Regions from separate parts of the Mus musculus genome. Here all the other regions are linked to region 3. Evidence: chromatin contacts called from public HiChIP or PLAC-seq and promoter capture Hi-C data. All regions are on one chromosome and are shown on one strand. The core of a region is the stretch at or near the end of the contact, and the rest is flanking DNA. Distances in the headings are between cores, read along the strand shown. Region 1 overlaps Ccdc60 (coiled-coil domain containing 60). Region 2 holds the start of Ccdc60 (coiled-coil domain containing 60). Region 3 holds the start of Hspb8 (heat shock protein 8). Region 4 holds the start of Srrm4 (serine/arginine repetitive matrix 4).

Region 1 (3,074 bases), core at 170-2,669, 200 kb after region 3:
TTCTTTCTGGTCTCCATAGGTACCCGCACTCACCTGCACAGATGGACACATGGACACATAATTTAAGAATAAAGTAAAAATTTTGAAAATATACATGAAAGTTGGACACCATCATGGTTTGGTTGCTGCGTGTCCCCCTCACCCCAAAGGTTTACCCATCAGAGCTGGGGTGATGGCTCACTGAGGAAAACACTTAACTTGCAGGCATGAGGACCCATGTTTGATCCCAGAACACACACACACACACATACATACAAGCACTGTGGCATGTGCCATCCAGCAGTGGTGGGAGTGGCAGGGAAAGACTGTGTTGGAAGCGGGTCACTTTTCATGTTGTATACTATTCTGCAGTCTAGATGCAGCAGGATGGTTCAGTCTGTCTTCCCTTGTGGCATGTGCAGGTATTTGTCTTTACAAGCAACTGAGTGGCCTTGCTATGGTGCCTCCGCATCCCTGTCAGGAATATTCTCTTGCGGGATGCTTAACCACAGATGTTGGATCTAAGGGGCATGCATGGTCCTTCTGAAAGGTTTTCACAGTGTGTTTCCCACAAGCTTTAGAAGTGTGCCATCCTGCTGTCCCACACTCCCGGACCCTGACACAGGTCCAAGGCAAAACAGGGCCAACCAGCGACAGCCCAGAGCCTCCCAAACCATGTGCTGGAGTAGAACTTTGCTCTGCGTAAATTGATTCTCGCTAGACACAGGGCCCTCTGTTAGTCCAGCTTCACCTGGAGCACCTGTGTTAATGTCCCTCTCCCCTCTCCTCTCCTGTCTTCCCCAGCAGGCCTCAGACAAGACAGCGAAGAACTCCAAATATATAGACAAGGAGATAGCAAACCTTAAGAAGGATCTTATGCGAAGCCGGTGAGTGAGCCCTGGGAGGGATGACTTGTGAGCCGCAGGCACTGCGGGCCAGGCTGGGGACAGGGAGCGGGGGGGGGGGGGGGGGGGGGGGGGGCGAGCCTCTCCATAGACATTCATCGGAAGACCTGGTGTGCCAGGGAAAGAACACAGGGGATCAACGCGTCCGAGACGCCTCCCCTCCCGGCATCTGTCCCACGCTGCTGAATGATGGGTGGGCCTACGTGGGGGTGGGGTGGGGGGGACAGGGCTGGAGGATAGGTCACAGGGTTAAACAACCCCGAGAGCTACAGGCCCTTTCCATGTGAGAGGTGGCTCTGTCTACTCTCCTGGGGCCTGGCCATGATGTAATCTCTAAATTGTGCCGGTGCACACTAGAAAGGGAGCAGACAGAAGCGAGTTCAAATGAAGAACTGTCTGGATTGGGTCAGCCTGTGGCCATGACGGTGAAGGGTTTCTTCTTAAGTGAGATGATCAGGAAGGAAAGAACCACCCTGAGCATGTGTGGCTTTACCCCCTGGTCTGGGTCCTGGGCGCTTTCATTTCTCTCTGCCCTGGCTGGGGATGTCATGTGACCAGCTCCTTCCAATCCCTGCCTTGACTTTCCCAGAGGATGCTCTATAGCCTGGATGGAGTTGTAAAGCAAAAACAAAACAAAACAAAACAAAAACAAAAACACCTTTTCTTCCCCTAGAACATTCTCCAAGAGAGAGGGGGAAGAGCAATGAACAGCTTAGAGTCCACTGTTCCCAGCGGAAGCACGCATGCGTCGCGTACTAACATGCACCCCTCCAGGTTCCCAGTGTCTCCTCGCCCTCTCCCGTCCATGACCTGGAGAAAGTTCCAATCCCGAAACCCCCATGTGACTTTGTTTGTAACAAGGGCCACTAGATGGGTAACTGAGGGTCAATGAAGTCAAATGTCCTTATCCAGTCTGTGTCCTTATAAGAAAAGGGAGAGCGGTCAGAAATCCATGCACAGAACAAGAGGTTTCACAAAGAGCCGCAGTTAGCATAGGCAATGTCCAGGAGCCCATACTTTTGAACATGTGGTCCCCAGTGGGTGGCGCTGTTTCAGGAGGCTGTGGGACCTCCCTGGAGAAGGTAGGGCGTTAGGATCCAGCCTTGAGGTTCTATGGTTCAGCCACACTTCCTGGTCTGAGTCCTGATGGCAGCCCAGCCAGACTTGTGGGTCTGCCGCCATGCCTCCCCCACCATGACTGACTGTATTCCTTCTGCAACATCAGCTGCAATAAACTCTTCCTCTCCTAAGCTGGTTTTAGGTGGGGCATTCCATCGCAGCATCAGAGAAATAATGAATACAGAGAGTGTTGAAGCAAACGCCCTCCCAGCTCTGGGTCTGCTGACGCCATTGTATCTGCATGTGTCTGAGAGTATGTATATGTGTGTGAGTGAGTATGTGCATGTGTGTGAGAGGGTATGTGTGTATTTGTATGTGAGTGTGTTTTGTGTGTGATTGCATGTGTGTTGAGTGTGTGTGAGAGTGTGTATCTGTGTGTCTGTGTGTAAAGTTTGTAATAATTTATACAGAGAGATCCTAGGTCTGATGCCTGAAGGAGAGAGAGAGCCATTCACACAAAGGGGGAGCAGCCGTGGTTCTTCAGAGCATGAGTTGAGGGGGTGATGAAGTCAGGACATGCTGGGCATACTGCAGCATCAGAGGGGCCTGTGTAGAGCCTCGGGGTAAGCTAGGTTGAGAGAGGAAAGAGATGGAGCTAAAATGTCAGGAAGGCCATGCAGAAATGTTTGGCGTAGCTGCTGGAGGGTTCTGAGCAAGAGGGGGTAGTCAGATTTTAAAAAAATAACTACACTCACTTCGTAGAGATGGCCTGGAAGGTCGTGGTAAGGGTGATGCTTGTGAGGGTCAGGAAAAGAAACAACAGGAAGAGGACGGACTCAGAGTTGCAGCCATCAGACTGGGTGTTGGTGTGGGCGTGGGAGCTGAAGAGAAAGGCAGCACCCGTGTCTGAAGGCCCATCTGCCTGTTAGGATGTAGAGGCTCAAAGCCCTGTCCTGTTCATGCTATGCTCCCAAATAAGGATTCATAGGATGGATTTTGTTATTCACCTTGATAACTTAGCTAACACTGCAGAAGAAGATTAACATGCCAGTAAAAAATGATACACACACATGCATATAAACCATACACACACACCTCACACACAATGCACACACACCATAAACATGCATA
Region 2 (3,258 bases), core at 513-3,012, 130 kb after region 3:
GGGAATATGACGCCCTCTTCTGACCTCCATGAGTACTGCACTCAAGTATATACACACACACACCAGCACACACACAAGTAATCTTCGAAGCAAAAGCTGTCTGCATTCACAATAGAGGTTTTATTCCTCCATGAAATTACTCAGTTTCAATGGATAGAAATGGAAATTATGTTAGGCAAAATAAGGCACCCTCAAAAAAAAAAAAGACAAGAATTTCGTGTTTTCTTTTATATTTTGGAGTCTAGGGGGAAGAAAGTGCAAGAGTGAGGGAGGGAGGGGAATGCGGAGGGGATGGAGTGAACTGTTTGAATTCCATTACATGCCACATGGAAGTACCCTAGTGGAACCCAGGACACTAGCCCAATCGCTAGTAAACAACGACGTTATGCTTGTGTGTAGATTTTCTCAAGCTGAGCACAAACCGTCCTCCTGTTCCTCCAGATCATGCAGAGCTAGCTGGCTCCGTCCAACCCCAGACCCACAATGCCCTAGAACCTGTTCTCCTGCTCTCCCAGCCTGAGCAGTTCCTACCCTGCCCAGCTTTCTCAGGCCCGGCCCAATCCTCTAAACAGGGCTTTGTTTATCTGCAGCCTTCAGAAAACCACTCCCGGTAGTTGACGAATGCTACCCATGGAGGAAAGCAGGCAGACCCAGACTTCCTGTGGAGAGGAGGGTCAGAGTCAGTCTGCAGACAATGGAAACAAAATAACAGTCGGAGGGGGGCCGTTTCAGTGCTGAGAGAGCGAAAGCCATCCTGCGGTGGGAGGGGTCACTAAGAAAGATGGAGCCTGGGTGGGACCGTAACCCTCACTGCTCAAGGTTTGGGGAAGAAACACAAATGGATTGAGACGGAATAAAATACACCCAAGGGGAAGGCAAATGAATCAAAATATATGGGTTAAATTGCTGCAGGCTGGCACAGAGCAAGTGATCAATAAATATTAGTCAGCGTTAACATCTGCTCCTCTGTGAGCCCAGAGCTGGGAGAACGCCCGATTCTTGCCAGAGTCAGTACCTGCCGGCAGGCACCTCTCCACCTGGGCTACCGACATGTGTTATTTCTTTAATTCTTAGCAACCATTGGTAATCCTGCAGCCCCCATTTTAAAGACCTGGTAGCCCCAAACTCACAAAGTTAGGTTTCTTACTTCAGTGGGTAAAACCTTGGGGTTTACAATCAGTCTGTCTGGGGCTGGGATGTCAGGCAGTTCAGAGATGTTGTGCTGTGAAATACACAAACAGCACGCTGTATATTGTAGGCTCTCGATAAATGTCATACCGACGCACGTATACTAATACTCGTAAATACATATAAATGGGCGTGTGCATGAAGCTGTATCTGTAATGTGGGCTTTGAAGGTTCTGTAGGAGTTTTTTCAGATGGGAAGAATAGGCACCTGGAGCTGATAATTGCAGAGCTGAAGGCACACACTTGCGAGGGGTTTAATATAAAGCCTGAGGAAAGCCTCGTGGCAATCAGCAACAGGTGAAACCGACTTTGAAGGGAAGAAACCTTATAGGCGAGTAGAGAGAAGACTGGAGTCCTCGGGACTGAGCAGAGAAATTTAAATACCTCCTCAACCCCGACCCCGAAAGAGTTTGGACAATGTGGCTCCCTGGCCAGCCACCAGCTCAGAGCCCCTTTCCAGCAACCCAGAAGAATTCCGGTCCAGGTCTCCACCAATCCTGGCCGAGGAGGAAGCGTCTGCGCGCCTTGGCGTCCGGTTGCCAGGTAACCGAGCGTGCCCTACTTGGCAGTTTTAAGCCCCAAGGCCGAGCCCCATGGTGGGGCCCGCCTTACTCCCTCGTCTCGCTGGCCGAGGGTGGGGCTTTTGTCTATAGAGTTTTATTTTTACTTTTTTCAGTTTACATTTTATTTTGCTTATAGGAGAAAAATATCTTCTCCCTTAAAAGAGAGAAAACGTATAAAACCGACTTTGTGCAAGTTAAACAGTCTCAGGTTTGCCTGCTCGGGCCTAGCAAAGGCTTCCTTACCCAGATGCTCCGCTTTGCAACAAGAAATCTCTTCGCAGTCTCTGGACTTGGGACTTGGGGGCCTGGGAGAACTTTCTGGACCGTTTCACACCAGTGAGTGTTGCGAAGTCAAGAATCTGAAAAAGCAACAAGTTTTTCACTGGAGGCACGGGCTTAAAGGCTGAAGGTTGTTTTGTTGTTGTTAGTGGTGGTGGTTTTTTGTATTTTTTTTTCAAGATGACCAAAGTGCCAGCCACCAAAAAGTTACAAAAAATCACCAGCAAGAAGGCCCTTTGGCTCTTTTCCAGCGCAGATCAACTGACTCAGGTAAGTCACTGTCTCTCTGTTAACAAGAGCAATGGATTAGGTTCAGGCCCGCCCAACGGGAGGGGGGCGGGGCTGGACGAGGGCCTAGGTATGATGAACTTGTCCAGACATCCCTGTTGCTCTCGATGGCTGGCTTCTCACGGTGAATGAAAACACGGATCAGAGCTGCGAGCTATCCATTAGGCAGTAATTCCAAACTGATGGACTAAATTGATGCGAGACACTGTAGAAAGTAGGGGAAAAATGAAGATGAATTGTAGACTGGTATCACAGAACTTAGTTCCAGAGATCCACTGGGGTGGAGAGACAAGCCTTTCCTATCACTCTGTGGAGAGGTTGGTTGCAAGGGTGTCACGTTCTGAGGGGTGGGGACGGGGTCCAGGTTGGGCTGGCTGTCGCTGTCAGGCAAGTTTCTCCACACACCCCCCCACCCCCCCACCCCAGCCTTTCTTTCTCCGTGATAAGACCGGGATGGGCCAAAATAATAGTAAGAGACTCGAGTATAGAGATGGTCCGTCTACGTGTATGTGATTGCGTCCTTGGTACGACTTGGGTCCGGGGGTTTCTAGATGCAAATGTTATAACTGGGTAGATGATGTTTTAAGTACATTTAACTTTGATGTCTTCAAAGTCTAACTCCACCACAGTTAGCCAAGGGAGGGAGGGTGGGGATGGCAGCTGCTCCACCTACAGCTTGTGGAGGGAGGATTTAAAGCCCTCCAGTTTATACATGGCCCAATATGTCCCCAGGCTCTTTTTCGTTTACAATTTTGTTTTGTTTATACTGTGTTTAGGAGTCTTGCCTGCATGCTTAGATGTGCTCTGTACATGCCTCATACCTGTGGAGGGTGTTAGATTCCCTGGGACTAGAGCTAAAGATGATAGTGAGCTGCTGTGTGTGTACAAAAAATGGAACCCTAGTGAGCTGCAGTGTGTATATACCACCTAGTCCCCTGCA
Region 3 (3,318 bases), core at 69-2,568:
ATGATTTTACAGAAGGAGGAGGATTAGAGGTGCAGCTAGCTCTGTGCTGAAATTCTTTCCAGAATGTATAAGGCAGTCAATGAAAAAAAAAAAAGTTTTCTGATGACTTATGACCATTAACTCTCCTGCCGAATGGGACAGTCATACAGTCCTGGAGCTTGTAGCTCTCAGTGCGCGGAAGAGGAGGGTTCCACCACCTGTTTATGAAGCACTTATGAGCAAACATTATGCAACCGATAAGTTGAAAGTTGAAAACTTAAAAGCACAGACTCCTCTCCGAAGTCTATGATGTCACGCATTCCTGACGACACGTCCCAGAGCAGGTTCCTCTCCTGCCCCATTCCACAGGTGGAAAACAGGCAGCTCAGACATGCCTTGGAGTTATATTGCCTCTGATAGAAACTCTTCCCTTGACCAAACTGCAGGCAGACTCCTCCTTGGAGGCCCAGGGGTGCATTCTCTTCACCCAGTTTTAACAAGAACAAGTCAGTTTAGACACAATCCCTATAATTCCATCACCCCCTGATCACCTCTTCCCATGCTTGATCAGTGGTTTTCAAAGCGAGAGCTGGCCACCCCAGTCTGTAGATATAGAGGACTCCAGTTAGATCAGTTTATCCAGAATTCCCTCTGGTCCCTGGATTCCCCCCTGGTCATTTCCCATCCATTGGCCCCCATTCTGCCTCCAGGCTGTAAATCCTCAGTGGCTCAGGCTGTGCTGGGAGTTGAACCCGATCTGTTTTCTCACCCCAAGACCTACCTATCCCAATAGACTCTGACTGACAACGTCCCTCTTTTCATAACTTAAACTGCCGTTTTTTAAAATTTCGTTCTCAGAAGTCTGAGGCTGTAAGACTTGGGCCATACTGTAAGTGGGGATTCCTTGTACTTCTTGATCCAATGAGGGGCTGTCTCTCTTCTGCGAGTCCCTAGAGTAGGAGGCAAGACAGAACATGCACTGAAGATGGTATTTCCAGAGTGTGACCTGAGCCCTCAGCCAGGCGGAGGGTTATTAATAGTCTGGCTTTAGTGCCCTGCGGGGCACGGGTGGATGGAGTGGACGCTGCTGGAGGCAGAGGGAGGGCGGGGGCGGAGCGGAGCAGGAGGAGGAGGAGAGAGTGCCTGAGAGGCTGGCTGGACCCGGACGCCACGGCCCCTCCCAGCTCCCCACCCGCTCCCAGAGCCCAGTTGTTCTCTCAGCGGATTCTCAGGGACTGGTTCATCACCTTTGAATACTCCTGTGACAGGAGGCGCTTGCAAAACCCGCCCCCAGCCCCCAGCAGCAAATAAATAGAAGGCTCCCAGCCCAGAAGCCAGGAGAAGTTTCTAGGCTCGCGAGTCCCCGAGCTTTATTAAACTCCTGGCTGTGCTCAAGACCTCAGCAGGCTTTGGCTGGGAGCCGGGGCAGCCTGGGAGGAAGGCAGCCGGTGGCTTACTGATAGCCAAGCGAGAGAGAGAGGCCCTCTGGGATTCTGCTGGGCCCGCTTAGGGAGGGGGTCACCTTTGTAAGCCAGGACCCCAGCTCAATTCTGGGCAGCCAGCGGATGGTTGGGCTCGTGGCTGAAGGAAGATCAGCATTTTCTGAAGTGGAGAACTAAATTCTGAAAGCCATCTCAAGCCACATCACCTTGCTGTGTGACCTTTGGGTAGGTGGCTCTGTCTCTCTGAGCCTCTGTTTCCCCCTCTAAGTTCGACCAACATCATGGCTGACGGGCAATTGCCTTTCCCGTGCTCCTACCCAAGCCGCCTGCGCCGAGACCCCTTTCGGGACTCACCGCTCTCCTCCCGCCTTCTGGACGATGGCTTTGGCATGGACCCTTTTCCAGACGACTTGACAGCCCCTTGGCCAGAGTGGGCTTTGCCTCGGCTCTCCTCTGCCTGGCCTGGAACCCTAAGGTCTGGCATGGTACCCCGAGGGCCTCCAGCCACAGCTAGGTTTGGAGTGCCCGCTGAGGGCAGGAGTCCCCCACCCTTCCCTGGGGAGCCTTGGAAAGTGTGTGTCAACGTGCACAGCTTCAAGCCGGAAGAGCTGATGGTAAAGACCAAGGATGGATACGTGGAAGTTTCAGGTGAGTCGGGGCGGGCAGGGTCCTGCTTGTGTGTGTGAGTGTGTGTGTATGAGTGAGTGTGTGTGTGTGTTGTGTGCTCGCATGTGCGCCATCACAGGTTCAGCCCAGAAAGAACTTCAGTAGAAGGGACCTGTGACAGACCACATGGCACAGGTGATCTCAGGGCTCAAGAATGCAACCCACAATGTTACCTTCAGAGACAAGTGTTTCTCAGTGGGCAACAGAATGAGTTTGGATATGACGTAGTAGCTGGGGTCCTCAGGACCCTGTGCCCCACCCGAGAGCTGGCAGAAGCCAGGCTAGACATTTTGAAATAGATAATTTAATATAAAGAATAAATGGATGCACCTAGGACTTCTGGAGACATGGGGAGAGGGGTTAGCACACTGACTCGCCGTGCGATCACTAGACAAGGAGACTAAAGTTGGATGGTAATGTCTGCAGTATGGCTCCTATCCTCGGCGAAGAGCTGTCTGCCAGGCGATATGCTGAACCACGACTTCAGCATCACATAGCACTTGTGTTAGTACAACCATACAACCAGAGGACAGGGTTTGTGTGTCCACATCTCCCTTTTGTACTTTAGGAAACGGAGGAACATAGAGGATTAGCATAATTTGTATTTGTTCAAGGTAGCAAAGGGTTCAAACCCAGGAAGGATATATATATATATATATATATATATATATATGTGTGTGTGTGTGTGTGTGTGTGTGTGTGTGTTATATGTAATATATATGTGTGTGTAATATATATGTAATATATATATATATATACATACATATATATATATATATATATATATATATATATATATATATATATATATATGTATATATATATTTCCTCTGGCCCTTCACCCCATGGCTGTCTACTCCCCTTCTTGCAGCTGAGGAGGCCTAGTTCCAGGACATACAGTGAGTCAGCAGAAAGGCCAGAGCAGAGCCTAGGCCTGGTCCCAGCAGCACTAGGCCCAGGGCTTTCCTTACCCCATTGCACTCTGGGAGAAAGAACACATACACAGGGGAAAAAAGACCGAGGGGACAGGAAGCTTGGCCCCTGGTAAGCTGGGCCTAGGCAAAGCTTTCCTCTGCCTCCCTCCCAATTAACAGGCCATTAAAAAGAGCTTGTTCTTGGCAGAGGCTTGTCAGCCAGAAAAATCAATAACAGCCCCGCTGTAAGCACTGGCTGGTCAGGGACAAGCCCCTGCAGTGAGCGAGGCTGTGTTCTAAAGCCGCTTGGAGTAGAA
Region 4 (3,408 bases), core at 12-2,511, 170 kb before region 3:
TACTTACAAAGTTCGCACTGATGTTGGGGGTGGGGGTGGGGGTGTCTTCGCTCCCCACTGCTACTAGGTCAACAAAAATTAGAGAATTTTTTCTGCCTTCAGGGTGGAACCCGGTGTCAGTGCTTGGAGGTTTGTAAGACTTAGCAGAAGCTCCTTGTAGGAGTTTCACTTTTAAACCCTGGCGGTAGGTGAAACTCCCAAGTATTAAAAGGCTCCAGAGGAGAAATGGGCTGGGGAAATCTCACTAAGATATCTTCCCTAAGAAGACCCTTACGGCAAAACGGGGAGACATTGTTGTCTACTGCCTGCGCATCTGGAGTTTGAGATTCTGAGTCTCTGCTGGGACTGGGAGAGTAGGGGGGAGGAAGAAGATGGAAAGACCAAAAAGTTACTTGTAATCCTCGGAAGCCCTCCCCCCCCTTCCCCCCTCAGTCTTTCTTTGCCAAATCGGACTGTTGTTTCACACCCAGGCTGCGGGTTCTCAGGGGGGTGGGGGAGGGGTGTTCTTTTGGAGGGCTTTGGCAGCGGGGACGCGAAGCAGGCCGGCTGCGAGGCACAAAAGAGATATCCTTTATAGCGCCGCAAGCACAGATGTGACGCTGCGCCCCTCTGCGGGTGGGGGCCGGCTCGACAGATGGCGAGAAACCGCGCTGGTGACGGATTGTCCGTCAAATGGCATTTTCGGGGTGGGGGGGTGGAAGAGCCCCCCAGGCGTAAAGAAAATCATAGGGGCACCCACACACACACACTTTGCAGACCTCGGCAGTCCATCCCAGAAGTGGGGTGGGTGAAGGCAGGTTGGCGTGGGTGGATAGGTGGGGCATTTTTTAGTAGCTCCCTCAATGGAAGATGCTCCCCAAGTCTTGCAAAAGGATAGGGAGGTGGCCCAGGCCCGGGAGTGCGCATGTAAGGGTTGAGGGGAAGGCCTGCGACGATGGAGGAAGGGTGAGGGCTAAGAGAAAGAATCTCCTTTTTGATTCTGTTTGAGGTGTTGGGGTCGCTTCTCAGAGGGGTCAGAGTCGCAACTCTGTGGCCACGGGGCCTTAGAGACAAGCGCTCGCCCCTCCCTTTCTCCTCCTCAGACCTGCGGGCTTTTGTTATGCAGATGGCGGCGGGAGGCTGAGCCAGAGAAGGAGGGGTTGCTGGGGAAGGAGGAGACGGAGAAGGGGAGGGAGGAAAGTACAGCTCGCGCGACCAGCCTCCCCTTCCAACGTCACATTGTGCAAGAGACAAAACCCGGGCGCGCCGGAGCTCACACGCGCACGCACGGCAGACGCCCCGGTCGCCTCCTCTCTGTTCTCTGCGCGGTAGAGAAAGCCGGCTAGCTTTGCTTCGCCGAAGACACGGAGCTCAGCCTGCTCCCAGCGCAGCTCAGAGCCAAGCCAAGAGGTGAACCCAGCCGGGGAACCACCTTCTTTCTCCGCTGCCTGCCTAACCCGAGACGTCCCGTTCTATCCCATCCCCCGCCCTGAACTCCGATCTCTCCCCACCCCACCCCTTGGGGGTTTCACGCGGACAGCGCCCCGGAGCCCAGGGCGTGTCATCGGGTTTGTAATCCACGTTTCAGCACTTCGGACAGCGCCCCAGGCTCCCGGGCTCCTTGGGCTTTCAGGATGGCTAGCCTGCAGCAGGGCGAGAAACAGCTGTTTGAGAAGTTCTGGAAAGGGACCTTCAAAGCAGTGGCCACTCCGCGTCCCGAGAGCATCATCGTCGCCAGTATCACAGCCCGCAAGCCGATGCCAAGGTAATGACCTCGTTCATGAGTTAGGGACACTGGGAGGTCCCCCCCCCTTTTCTTGCCTGTGCCCCAGAATCTTGACGGGTGGACGCAGGCAACTGGAACAGGGTGTCTGGACTAAGCCCGTCGTACCCGGTATCTCACGCCGGAACATGAGAAATTATCGCTTGTGTAAGGGAGAGGCTGTTGAAAAGGGACAGGAATTTTTTGACGGGGAACAACACTCCTACAGACTCCGCACCTCCTATGCAAACCCCCTTGCTTTCTTAGGGTGGGCGGTGTGGCTCGGGGTACGTACTTGACTGAAAACTTTTCGAGCTATCGCCAAGTGCATAGGTCAGGGGAGCAAAGCAGTGGTGGATTTGAGGTGTCAGGGGATGCTGTACAAGACATGAACTCAGCTCAGCCAGTGTTCAATACAAGCATTCTAACCCTTGGCCCAGAAACTAGCGGGTCTCTGAACATTTCAACAAAAGCCCATATGCTATTCCCTCAGATACGCTCGCTCCAAGCAGCACCCTCCTCCGTGTCTTAGCCTAAGCTGCTGCTCGTGTTGAATTCTTTCTTTTTCAGCACCCAAAACCAAAACTCTAAAGCTCAAAGTCAGCATGAAGATAATACTGAAAGTTTTACTTTATTTTATTTTTTAAGGATCTGGTGGCTTTGAACTTTGGAATGAGTTGGGGTGCTGGAGCAGTAGTTAAAAAAAAAGACAGGAGGGGAGAGGATGGGAAGAAATACAAAGGCAGGAGAAAAAGAAGACAAGAGGGGGTTGAGGGGGCACAGAGCCTTCCACAGCAGAGAAATACCCAATATTTTCCTAGATCGTTAGATTCAGAAGTCTTTGAGAGGGCTGTGCCCTCTGTCAGAGAAAATCAAGGCTGTATAAAAACTCATCTTTTGCTGCTGCTGGCTGAGCGGTTCTGAGAGTTAAAGGGACGATCTGGGGGGGGGGGCGCTCGCAGGATTGATTAATCCTGGCAGGCTGCATTAGGGACTAGATGGAAAACATGTCTGGGAAAAGAGCCTCTGACAGATGCCTCATCCAGCTCCAACTAACTCTGAACTTCCCAGCAAGTGTGGGGTCGACGAAGGCTGACTGGAGAAATAGATCCGAGAAGAGTAAGCCCACATCCAGGAACTTTTCTTTGTTCTGACTGATGCTCAAGCAGGTCTTTTAAACAAATGGAGCATCCAGTGTGGGGGGAATGGGTAGACAGGAAGCAAGAAGGACCAGCAGAATGGAGATCCTATAAGCAGAGTAGACATGTGAGTGGAGGTGGGGGGTGGGGGGGAGAAACCCACTGATTCCGGCTGGAGAGGTAGGGGGGTCTAGGGGTACATGTGACACCAGATGTCATTAGAGCTGGCACTGTCTGCTTGCTCAGAGGTTTTTGGTGGAGAGTTTGACGTCAGCGCTTTTACGTCCCTGGTCTTCTGCCACCGGCTTCACCTCCCTGCATCTACTGTTGGCACGGCAGTGCTACAGTGGCCAGAGAAAATGGCCTTGCAGGTGGGACCGGGGGAAATTTGTCTGGTGGCAGAAGTGTTTGGTCCATGATCTTCTATTTTATGGGCACATGGGCAGGAAATCAGGTTCTTGCTGTTGTTTTCATTTAGACGACTGTCCCTAATATTACCATGCTTGGAACCTTCATGGTTCTGCCTGT

The links. Promoter capture Hi-C pulls out the DNA fragments that hold promoters and counts their contacts. HiChIP or PLAC-seq counts read pairs in DNA pulled down with a chosen protein or histone mark.
Region 1: a promoter capture Hi-C map of embryonic stem cells shows a contact between it and region 3, with 2.7 times the contacts expected there. The contact joins the enhancer-like site here to the promoter of Hspb8 in region 3. A contact is called at or near these places in 9 of 39 promoter capture datasets (the 3T3-L1 cell line, the HPC-7 cell line, cranial neural crest and 5 more), 1 of 15 datasets of contacts at CTCF or cohesin (embryonic stem cells), 4 of 484 Hi-C or Micro-C datasets (the N1E-115 cell line, embryonic fibroblasts and embryonic stem cells), 15 of 115 datasets of contacts at active chromatin or transcription factors (astrocytes, embryonic basal ganglia, embryonic fibroblasts and 5 more) and 3 of 9 other capture datasets (adipose tissue, embryonic stem cells and pancreatic islet).
Region 2: a contact with region 3 is called in an H3K27ac HiChIP or PLAC-seq map of epiblast stem cells. The contact joins the promoter of Ccdc60 here to the promoter of Hspb8 in region 3. A contact is called at or near these places in 6 of 39 promoter capture datasets (the HPC-7 cell line, cranial neural crest, frontonasal cranial neural crest and 3 more), 1 of 484 Hi-C or Micro-C datasets (uterus), 8 of 115 datasets of contacts at active chromatin or transcription factors (astrocytes, embryonic basal ganglia, embryonic forebrain and 3 more) and 2 of 9 other capture datasets (liver and pancreatic islet).
Region 4: an H3K4me3 HiChIP or PLAC-seq map of embryonic midbrain shows a contact between it and region 3, with 2.2 times the contacts expected there. The contact joins the promoter of Srrm4 here to the promoter of Hspb8 in region 3. A contact is called at or near these places in 14 of 39 promoter capture datasets (the 3T3-L1 cell line, 3T3-L1-derived adipocytes, the HPC-7 cell line and 9 more), 1 of 484 Hi-C or Micro-C datasets (the N1E-115 cell line), 2 of 115 datasets of contacts at active chromatin or transcription factors (embryonic forebrain and embryonic midbrain) and 1 of 9 other capture datasets (liver).

The regions. Positions count from the first base shown.
Region 1 is chr5:116,223,061-116,226,134 of GRCm38.p6, reverse strand. Ccdc60 (coiled-coil domain containing 60) reads left to right here. Exons shown (of 14, transcript NM_177759.3): 2 at 784-866. Among named protein-coding and RNA genes, the nearest start is that of Gm36502, 7.5 kb to the left of the region's middle. Within about 2 kb of position 1,419, at least 3 of the 459 cell types and tissues checked have an H3K27ac peak or open chromatin away from gene starts, as enhancers often do. A contact at or near this core is called in embryonic stem cells, where this site is marked.
Region 2 is chr5:116,287,489-116,290,746 of GRCm38.p6, reverse strand. Ccdc60 (coiled-coil domain containing 60) reads left to right here and starts at 1,762. Exons shown (of 14, transcript NM_177759.3): 1 at 1,762-2,300. The coding sequence starts at 2,211.
Region 3 is chr5:116,420,864-116,424,181 of GRCm38.p6, reverse strand. Hspb8 (heat shock protein 8) reads left to right here and starts at 1,318. Exons shown (of 3, transcript NM_030704.3): 1 at 1,318-2,069. The coding sequence starts at 1,703. Gm42009 (a long non-coding RNA gene) reads right to left here and starts at 1,189. Exons shown (of 2, transcript XR_878709.3): 1 at 761-1,189.
Region 4 is chr5:116,589,670-116,593,077 of GRCm38.p6, reverse strand. It overlaps Srrm4 (serine/arginine repetitive matrix 4), which reads left to right and starts at 1,261. Exons shown (of 13, transcript NM_026886.3): 1 at 1,261-1,744. The coding sequence starts at 1,614.